Linked DNA regions of Mus musculus: region 1 is linked to region 2. Evidence: chromatin contacts called from public HiChIP or PLAC-seq data. All regions are on one chromosome and are shown on one strand. The core of a region is the stretch at or near the end of the contact, and the rest is flanking DNA. Distances in the headings are between cores, read along the strand shown. Region 1 holds the start of Wbscr25 (Williams Beuren syndrome chromosome region 25 (human)). Region 2 holds the start of Ncf1 (neutrophil cytosolic factor 1).

Region 1 (4,676 bases), core at 1,313-3,812, 770 kb before region 2:
TTGGCCTCAAACTCAGAGACATCCACCTGCCTCTGCCTTTCATGTTGGGATTAAAGAGACATATATCACCACCTCCCAGCTGCTGCCGCCTCTTCTTCTTCTTCTTCTTCTTCTTCTTCTTCTTCTTCTTCTTCTTCTTCTTCTTCTTCTTCTTCCATTCTTCTCCTCCTCCTCCTTTTCCTTTATATATATATATATTTTTTTAATTAGGTATTTTCCTCATTTACATTTCCAATGCTATCCCAAAAGTCCCCCATACCCTCCACCCCCACTCCCCTACCCACCCACTCCCACTTTTTGGCCCTGGTGTTCCCCTGTACTGAGGCAGATAAAGTTTGCAAGTCCAATGGGCCTCTCTTTCCACTGATGGCCAACTAGGCCATTTTCTGATACATATGCAGCTAGAGTCAAGAGCTCCGGGGTACTGGATAGTTCATATTGTTGTTCCACCTATAGGGTTACAGATCCCTTTAGCTCCTTGGGTACTTTCTCTAGCTCCTCCATTGGGGGCCCTATGATCCATCCAATAGCTGACTGTGAGCATTCACTTCTGTGTTTGCTAGGCCCCGGCATAGTCTCACAAGAGAGAGCTCTATCTGGGTCCTTTCAGCAAAATCTTGCTAGTGTGTGCAATGGTGTCAGCGTTTGGAAGCTGATTATGGGATGGATCCCTGGATATGGCAGTCTCTAGATGGTCCATCCTTTCGTCACAGCTCCAAACTTTGTCTCTGTAACTCCTTTTTTTCTTTTTTCTTTTCCTTTTTTTTTTTTTTTAAAGATAGAGTCTGGTCCTGTAGCCCAGGCTGCCCTGAAACTCATTATATAATCCATGCTGGCCTCGATCTCACAGCAGTTCTCCTGCCTCAAGCCTCCTGAATGCTGAGATTTCAGACCAAGTTCTGGGAAGGATCCTTAGAGATATTTTTATAGGAATTTTTGGTTTTTGAGACAGGTTTTTGTTTTGTTTTGTTTCATAGCCTTGGCTGTCCTGGAACTTGCTCTGTAGACCAGGCTGGCCTCCAACTCACAGAGATCTGTTTGTTTCCTGAATGCTAGGATTAAAGGCATGTACCACCCCACCCACCTAAACTTCCTTTTTATTTATTTATTATAAATAAATATTATTTATTATTTATTTTATATATTTATTATGTCTCTGTGTATCTCTGTATTTCTCTCCCCCTCCTGTGTGTGTCCTCTGTGTCTGTCCATTTGTGTGGTTGTACAGGTGTCACAGCATGCATGTAGAGGTCAGAAGACAACTTGAGGGAGTCTGTTCTCTGTCTCTATGTGGGTTCCAGGAATTGAACTCACATCAATAAACTTGGCAGCAAGTGCCTTTATCCACTGAGCCATCTCACCAGTCCACAGAGTGAAAGGGTTCATAGTTCTGTTGGGAAAAGGTAGTGTTGTTAAAGAGTTTCTGACCAGTCAACCTTCTGTCTAGCCAGCTCACCCCAGCCTGGCACACGACCTTTGACCACATGCCCAAAAGCCAAATAGCCCAGATCTGGTGTCAGGAGTGGCGTTGAGGACATACATAGTCCTGGCCCTCAAAGCATTGTGGTCACATGGCTCGCTCAAGGCTGAGCCTGGCAAGCTGAAAAACCTGTTGGTTTGAAGGTCCCAAGTGAACATTCCAGAGAAAGTTGTGGGCGGGGCAAAGAAGGGGGTCAAGCTCCGTGGCAGGACTCTGGGGGTGGCATGTTGGGGAAAGGTCATTCCAGAGCTGCCCACCCTTTCCCAGCTTGTGGGCCAAACCAGGGAGTTTGCATTGGTTGGCTTCGCAACTCAGATGGGCTACTGAGCCAGAGCTCCTAGACCCCGGGATTATACTGAGATGAGCCTAATCCTTATTTCCTTTTTCTTTCTTTCTTTCTTTCTTTCTTTCTTTCTTTCTTTCTTTCTTTCTTTCTTTCTTTCTTTCTTCCTTCCTTCCTTCCTTCCTTCCTTCCTTCCTTCCTTCCTTCTTTTTTCTTTTCTTTTCTTTTCTTTTCTTTTCTTTCTTTTTAAAAATATTTTGACTTATTGTGTGTCTGTATATGTGTAGCCGGCAGTGTGGAGTCAGAGGACAAGTGGGGATCAGTTCTCTCCTTCCGTGTAGGTCCCAAGGACCGAATTCAAGGCATCCGCTGAACCATCTCTCTCAGTCCATTCTTATTTTACACTGAAGGAAACAAAGAAATGGAGAAAGGCGGAAGTTACCCAGCTCCAGTCACTAGTGTGGCTCAGGTTGGATTCCTTCCCAGATTTCATTTAGGGCCCTCTAGACCCAAAGAAGTGTGGTGTGTGTGTGTGTGTGTGTGTGTGTGTGTGTGGTATGCGTGTGCATGGCAGGCTGGGAGGTAGAGACACTGCACCCTGGCGGCGACCGGGAGTCGAACGGGTTAAGGCTGGAGGCAGCGAGTGTCTTCCTAACCGCACCTGGCTCAGTATCGGTCACGTGGCCAGGGTTTCACCTGCCCTGCTGGGCAGGGACAATCAGGCCGCTTGTTCCCTAAGCCGGTCGCCATGGTGACAGGAGTGTGCCTGGGGAGGTCACAGGGGCAAATTCCTGCCTGCTGGTCCGGGTGTGGCAGGGGCATCAGCTGGATTGTAGCTTGTTTAGGAGATTCCCGAGGGCCCCTGGAGGTTCCCGCTGGGGCTCAGCCTCCCAGGGGCCCCCCCAGTGTGGCTTCCCACCTTGCCACCTGAAGTCCTGTTTCTCCATCTGCCTGGTGTCTTCCCAAATTTTGAACCTAAGCGGATTAATCTGTTGATGCTTTCCGTATACATTGGCAGGCATGGCACCCCAGGCGCAACAACTCCAGATGGAAGACATACTATTACCCCTCAAAAAAATTCTACAAAAAAAACAGATGAGGAACAAAAGGAAACAACTTCAAAGGAAGGAGGCAGCCATGACACGCCAGCCATTCCAGGCCAGGCACAGCTCATCAGCCACAGCGGGCCAGGCACACTACCGCAGGCGCGGTACAGCAGCCAAACCACGCCAGGCTCAGCACGGTAGTCACAGCTTGTCAACTACATCACGCCAGTCACAGCACACCCGGCACATCACGCCCAGCACAACACACCAGGCACAACACACCGGACACACCAAGCCAGGCAAACCGTACCAGGCACAGCATACCAGGCAATCCAAGCCAGGCGAAGCACGCCAGAGACACCACACCAGGCAAACCACACCAGCCACACCACGCCAGTCACACCATGCCAGGCACAGCACCTCAGGCACAGCAAACCAGAGACACCATAGCAGGCCCAGCACTTCAAGCACAGCACACCAGGCACATCAAGCCAGGCACAGCATGCCAAGCTTGCCACACAAGGCACAGGACACCAAACACAACACACCAGGCACAACACACAAGCCACAGCATGCCAGGCACAGAATGCCAGGCTTGCCACACAAGGCACAGGACACCAAACACAACACACCAGGCACAACACACAAGCCACAGCACACCCGGCACCACTCAACAGGCACAGCGCAGCTGGCACGGCGCACCAGACACAACCAGCCAAGTCCACGCTGCGTCTACACTTGCTTTAAGGTAGTAGCAATCTGCTCTGCTTGGGAAAAGCCTTTCTGAAGGTTATAATCCTATCTTCTCTGCCTGCAAGCTCGAGCCTTTGTTAATTGAGGATCTACTGTATGCAAAGGTCCGAGGTGCAAGAATCCTTGCCAGTTCTGCTCCAGATGGAGCAAATACCAATACTTAAAAAAAAAAAAAAAAAAAAAAAAACAAAACTTCAAAGCATAGAAGCGGACCCAATCCTGGATCTTCTAAGATGGCATATCTGAAAGAGACGGTTGAGTGAAAGACCTGGAGGCTGAGGTGAGAAGGATTTGACTACATGAGTGGGGTTGCGGTGGAAGAGAATGTTCTAATTGCTTCTCGGCCTTTTGGCTAAGATCAAGTGGAGAATGTTCTAGAAGCCAGAACACCATGTACAATGGTGAAACCATCTAATTATTTTTGAGATTTCCATACATGCCTTAGGCTGACTTAAACTCTTTGGGGTTTTTTGTTTGTTTAGATTTGTTTTGTTTGTTTGAGACAGGGTTTCTCTGTGTAGCCCAAGCTGTCCTGGAACTCACTTTGTAGACCAGGCTGGCCTTGAACTCAGAGTTTCTCCTGCCTCTTGAGTGCTGGGATTAAAGGCATAGGACACCAAGCCAGAGCTGGGCATGGTGGCACACGCCTTTAATACCAGCACTCGAGGGGGGGGGCCGGGGTGGCAGAGGCAGGCAGATTTCTGAGTTTGAGGCCAGCCAGGTCTACAGAATGAGTTCCAGGACAGCCAGGGCTACACAGAGAAACCCTGTCTCAAAAAAAAAAAAAAAAAAAAAAAAAAAAAAAAAAAAAAGACGCCAAGCCAGGTTGTCTCAGAAAACAAACAAACAAAATAGGCAGGAACAGTTTATTTTGACTCAGGATTTAAGGGTTCATCTCGACAGGAAAAGCATGGCCACAGGAGCTGGTTCCACTGTCAGGATCCACAGTCAGGAAGCAGAGAGAGATGGATGCTGGTAACCAGCTCACTGTCTCCTTGTCTCCTGGGGTCTGCAAGACCCCAGCCCATGAGATGGTACCATCCACATTCAGGGTGGATTCAGGGTGGTCCAACTGGGTTAAAACTCTGGAAACATCTTCGCAGACACAACGTGT
Region 2 (4,672 bases), core at 1,923-4,422:
AGACGAGAAGGAAGTGCAAGGGGCCTGATGCAAGTCACCCTTGGAACTTTCCACAGCCTGTCGCCTGCCGGGCCAGGTGCACAGCAAGCCTGGTAGTTTCACTGGACTTTCCAGACCATGCCGTTAGGGACTGAGTGTGGCCCAGACTTCAATGGCCAGCATTGGAGAGCCAGCCTGAGTGCGAGCCAGGGCTACCAGGTCTACTACTGTTCTCAGCTCCTTACTGTAGTAGAACTTACCCTCAGGGCTGGGTGTATCAATAGCCCCACCCTACCCCCCCCCCCCATCCAACTGGAGACTGAGAGAGCAAGATTGAGAATTCCAGGGTAGCCTGAATAGCTTATCTTAGAACGACAAGAAAGGTTAGTGATGTAGCTGGGTGGTAGAGCACTTTGCGGGGGTGGAACACCAGAGACGGGCTAAAGACGTGGCTCGGAAGTAGAAGGCTCTGTACTTTTAGAATCTTCAGACTTGCACCATAACCTGGCCCCACCCACTTTCTCTGGGTCCTCGCCAGAGTCATTATAAGGAGGCACAGCATTGTGCCAGTCAGGTTGTAGACAGAAGAAGTCTTGAGACCTGTGACCCTGGTGACCTGGTAGCTTCTGAGCCACCCACTGGGGAACAGGAGAGGGCAGAGGCACTGCCTTACCTCCCACCCCACCTCTGCTGCTTTAAAGTTCTTTTCTTTTTTTTTAAGATTTATTTATTTATTTCATGTATGTGTGTACACTGTCACTGTCTTCAGAAGAGGGCATCAGATCCCCATTACAGATGGTTGTGAGCCACCACGTGGTGGCTGGGAATTGAACTCAGGACCTCTGGAAGAGCAGATAGTGCTCTTAACCACTGAGCCATCTCTCTAGCCCCTGCCACTTTATTTTTCTAAACAGGGTTTCTCTGTGTAGCCCAGGCTGTCCTGGAACTCACCCTGTAGACCAGGTTAGTCTCTAACTCAGAGAGCCGGCTTGCCTCAGCCTCCAGAGTGCTGGGATTAAAGGCATGTGCCACCACCATCACCAGGCGCAGCCCTGCCCCCTTTAAAACTGTTTCACTATATCTCTGGCTGGCCTGGAACTCACATCTGCCTGCCTCTGCCACACTAGGGAGATACACAATGTTCTCTGTCCATCTGCTTCCTTCTCTGTCTGCATAGTCAGTCCACCGTAGTCACCACCATCAGTCCAGCCCAGGACCCAGGCTCACTCCTCCCAGGAAATCCGTCTAGTCAGCTCAGGGTGAGGCTCTGCAAGAGAGGCCTGCTGACCGCGGCTTTTTGTCTCTTCTCCTCCAGTGTTGGTGACATTAGAGTCCTCCTCCACTGCTGGAATTAAAGACACTTGCCACCATGGCTGGCTCCCAAGTTCCCTTCCAGGCTGAGCTGTCTGAGAAGTCAAATTCTTCTATGAAGGGCTAGTACACGGTCAGATGTTGTCTTACCTATGTGGGTGTCTACTGATGTCTACACCTGCGTGCAGACATCATCTCTCCGGAGTCTCCTTGGTTTCTGAGACAGGGTCTACTGCTAACTTAAAACTCACCTGGAGACTAGGCTGGCTGGCCAGTGAGTCCCAGAGACCTCCTGACTCTACTTATTTAGTGTAGACACCAGAAGTTAGGCAGTGGTGGCACATGCCTTTAACTACAGCACTCAGGAGGCAGAGGCAGGTGCATTTCTGAGTTTGGGCCAGCCTGGTCTACAGAGTGAGTTCCAGGACACAGGGCTACACAGAGAAACTCTATCTGGGAAAAACGAAAAATAAAAAAGTACATACTTTCCAGGCTAAGGGAGGGCTCCGTGGCTGCGACTGCTTCTCTCTCTTGCAGAGGGATCTAACTTCAGTACCAAACATCAATGTCTGCTATTTCACAACTGCCTATAACTGCATCTACACACACACACAAACACACACACACAGAGGATTCTGAGCTTTTCTTTATTTTTTTAAAAAAGTTTTTTTTTTAAATGGTTTTTCGAGACAGGGTTTCTCTGTATAGCTCTGACTGTCCTGGAACTCACTTTGTAGACCAGGCTGGCCTCGAACTTAGAAATCCACCTGCCTCTGCCTCCCAAGTGCTGGGATTAAAGGTGTGTGCCACCACACCTGGCTTTTTAAAAAGATTTATGTATTTATTTTATGTATATGAGTACACTGTAGCTGTACAGATGGTTGTGAGCCTTCATGTGGTTGTTGGGAATTGAATTTAGGACCTCCCCTTGCTCAGGTCGGACCCTCTCACTTCAGATAACTCTTCTCTCTCCATCAGTCCCTGCTTTCTCCGCCCAAAGATTTATTTATTATTATACATTGCAGATGGTTGTGAGCCACCATGTGGTTGCTGGGATTTGAACTCAGGACCTTCAGAAGAAGAGCAGACAGTGCTCTTACCCACTGAGCCATCTCGCTGGCCCTAAACTTTTCTTTAATGTAGGTTCTAGAGATAGAACTCAGGTCCTCAGGCTTGTATGCCAAGGACTTTATCTGCGGAGCCATGTCCAGTCCTGGTCCTGTAAAGACAGGACTTCTAAAGTCAATCTCACGTAGGCCAGGCTATCTTCAAACTCATTATATAGCTGAAGCTGGCCTTGAACCCTTGATTCTCCTGCCTCTACCTCCCAAGGGCTGGGGTCACAGGCTTTTTTTTTTTTCCTGAGATAGGGTTTCTCTGTATAGCCCTGGCTGTCCTGGAACTCACTTTGTAGACCAGGCTGGCCTCGAACTCAGAAATCTGCCGGCCTCTGCCTGCCACCACACCCAGCTTTTTTTTTTTTAAGATTTATTTATTTATTTTATTAATCTGAGCATGCTGTAGCTGTCTTCAGACAACACCAGAAGAGGGCATCAGATCCCATTACAGATGGTTGTGAGCCACCATGTGATTGCTGGGAATTGAACTGAGAACCTCTGGAAGAGCAGTCAGTGCTCTTAAGCACTGCACCAGCTCTCCAGCCCCATGTTTGTTGGGGGTGGTTCAGAACTGTAGAGAGGCCCCAGTGCCTGGGTTGGGCCATGGTGTCGGTAGAACAGGTTTCTGTGCTTCAGGGCCCCTGGCTGCCCCACCACTCTGTTGAAGCTCAAAAATTCTCAGAAAGTGAAAGACTAAGTCTAAGAGCCTCCTGGGCCTTCCCCGCCCTTACCCCACAAGCAGCAGAAACCACTTCTTCTTTTTAGTGTATTTAAGGCCCAGCCCAGGCTATAGAGAGAAGTGTCCCTGTCACGGCCCAGCCATGGGGGACACCTTCATTCGCCATATTGCCCTGCTGGGCTTCGAGAAGCGCTTCATCCCCAGCCAGCACTATGTGAGTAGCCTAAGAGTGCCCTGCAGGAGCGCATAGTGGGGACAGTGCTATCACTCTGCTGCTACCCAAAAACCACCTGGACCAGGGAAGGAGATGAGAGGAAGGGAGACCAGGGAAGGATGTGAGGGGAAGGGGGACCAGGGGAGGATATGGGGGGAGGGGTCCAGGGGAGGATATGAGGGGGAGGGGGACCAAGGGAAGGATGTGAGAGGGAGGGGGATCAGGGGAGGATATGGGGGGAGGGAGAACAGGGGAAGGATATGGAGAGAGGGAGACCAGGGGAAGGATGTGAGAGGGAGGGGGGACCAGGGGAGGATATGGGGGGAGGGAGAACAGGGGAAGGATATGGGGAGGAGGGGTCCAGGGGAGGCTATGAGGGGGAGGGGGACCAAGGGAAGGATGTGAGAGGGAGGGGGACCAGGGAAGGATATGGGGGGAGGGAGAACAGGGGAAGGATATGGGAGGAGGGGTCCAGGGGAGGCTATGAGGGGGAGGGGGACCAAGGGAAGGATGTGAGGGGGAGGGGGACCAGGGGAAGATATACCTCCGTGGGGACCTCTCAGGCACAGGGCTTTCTTATCCTTGGGCTTCAGGCTTCTCTTGGGTGTTCACAAAGGACCCTGCCATGGTGAGCAGATACCCCTGTGCACCGTCCCAGCTGCCTCCCTCTCTGTCTTCACACTGAGCCCCCAAGCATGCCAGAGCTCAACCTTACCCTCTGTCCAGTGCCTAGGACCAAGGCTCATTCCTACCAGGAAACCTCCCTGTCTAGTCAGCTCCAGGAGTGGCCCTGCATGGCAGCCTGCGAGGCCTGGAAACTGTGGCTTTTTTTTCTCTCCTCTTCTATGATATTGGTTACTGAGTTTGGATCCCTAGTAGGGGACGATGTCTCCCGTTTGCCCTGGGGAGATGAGGTCGAGGAATATCTGCCCATATATCTAGACTCTATCACTGGGTCTGCTCGGCCCAAGGCAGGCCAGAGATGGTGCCGCCCAGCACTTGTAAGCTGTTTACCTGGGACCCTCAGCAGTTAAGAGCTAAGTCTCCCCTCCCTCCTCCCTCCCTCTCTAAATATAAATGTTCTGAATCATTCCACAACCAAAAGCCACACCAGAAGAGGGGACAGCGGTCACCCTGGGTGTTTCCTTCATGTCCTCCATCCCTCCCCTGGAGACAATCACAGGGGTATTTTTAGACAGAGTCTCACAATGTAGCAAAACCCCCAAAGATTGCCTCACCACAACCCCTCAGCCTTCCATCCAAGGCTAAAAAGGCAGCCCAGGGGCACAGCATGGTCCTCGTGGGTGCTGAGTGCCCCTCTCGGCTCTAATGCCCCTCAGGTGTACATGTTCCTGGTTAAGTGGCAGGACC

Evidence for each region. HiChIP or PLAC-seq counts read pairs in DNA pulled down with a chosen protein or histone mark.
Region 1: an H3K4me3 HiChIP or PLAC-seq map of bone marrow-derived macrophages shows a contact between it and region 2, with 6 times the contacts expected there. The contact joins the promoter of Wbscr25 here to the promoter of Ncf1 in region 2. A contact is called at or near these places in 1 of 39 promoter capture datasets (neural stem cells) and 1 of 115 datasets of contacts at active chromatin or transcription factors (bone marrow-derived macrophages).

The regions. Positions count from the first base shown.
Region 1 is chr5:134,999,236-135,003,911 of GRCm38.p6, reverse strand. Wbscr25 (Williams Beuren syndrome chromosome region 25 (human)) reads left to right here and starts at 2,562. Exons shown (of 5, transcript NR_026907.1): 1 at 2,562-3,842. LOC115490310 (a small nuclear RNA gene) reads left to right here and starts at 3,895; the gene lies at 3,895-4,077.
Region 2 is chr5:134,228,125-134,232,796 of GRCm38.p6, reverse strand. Ncf1 (neutrophil cytosolic factor 1) reads left to right here and starts at 3,172. Exons shown (of 11, transcript NM_010876.4): 1 at 3,172-3,301; 2 at 4,642-4,672. The coding sequence starts at 3,230.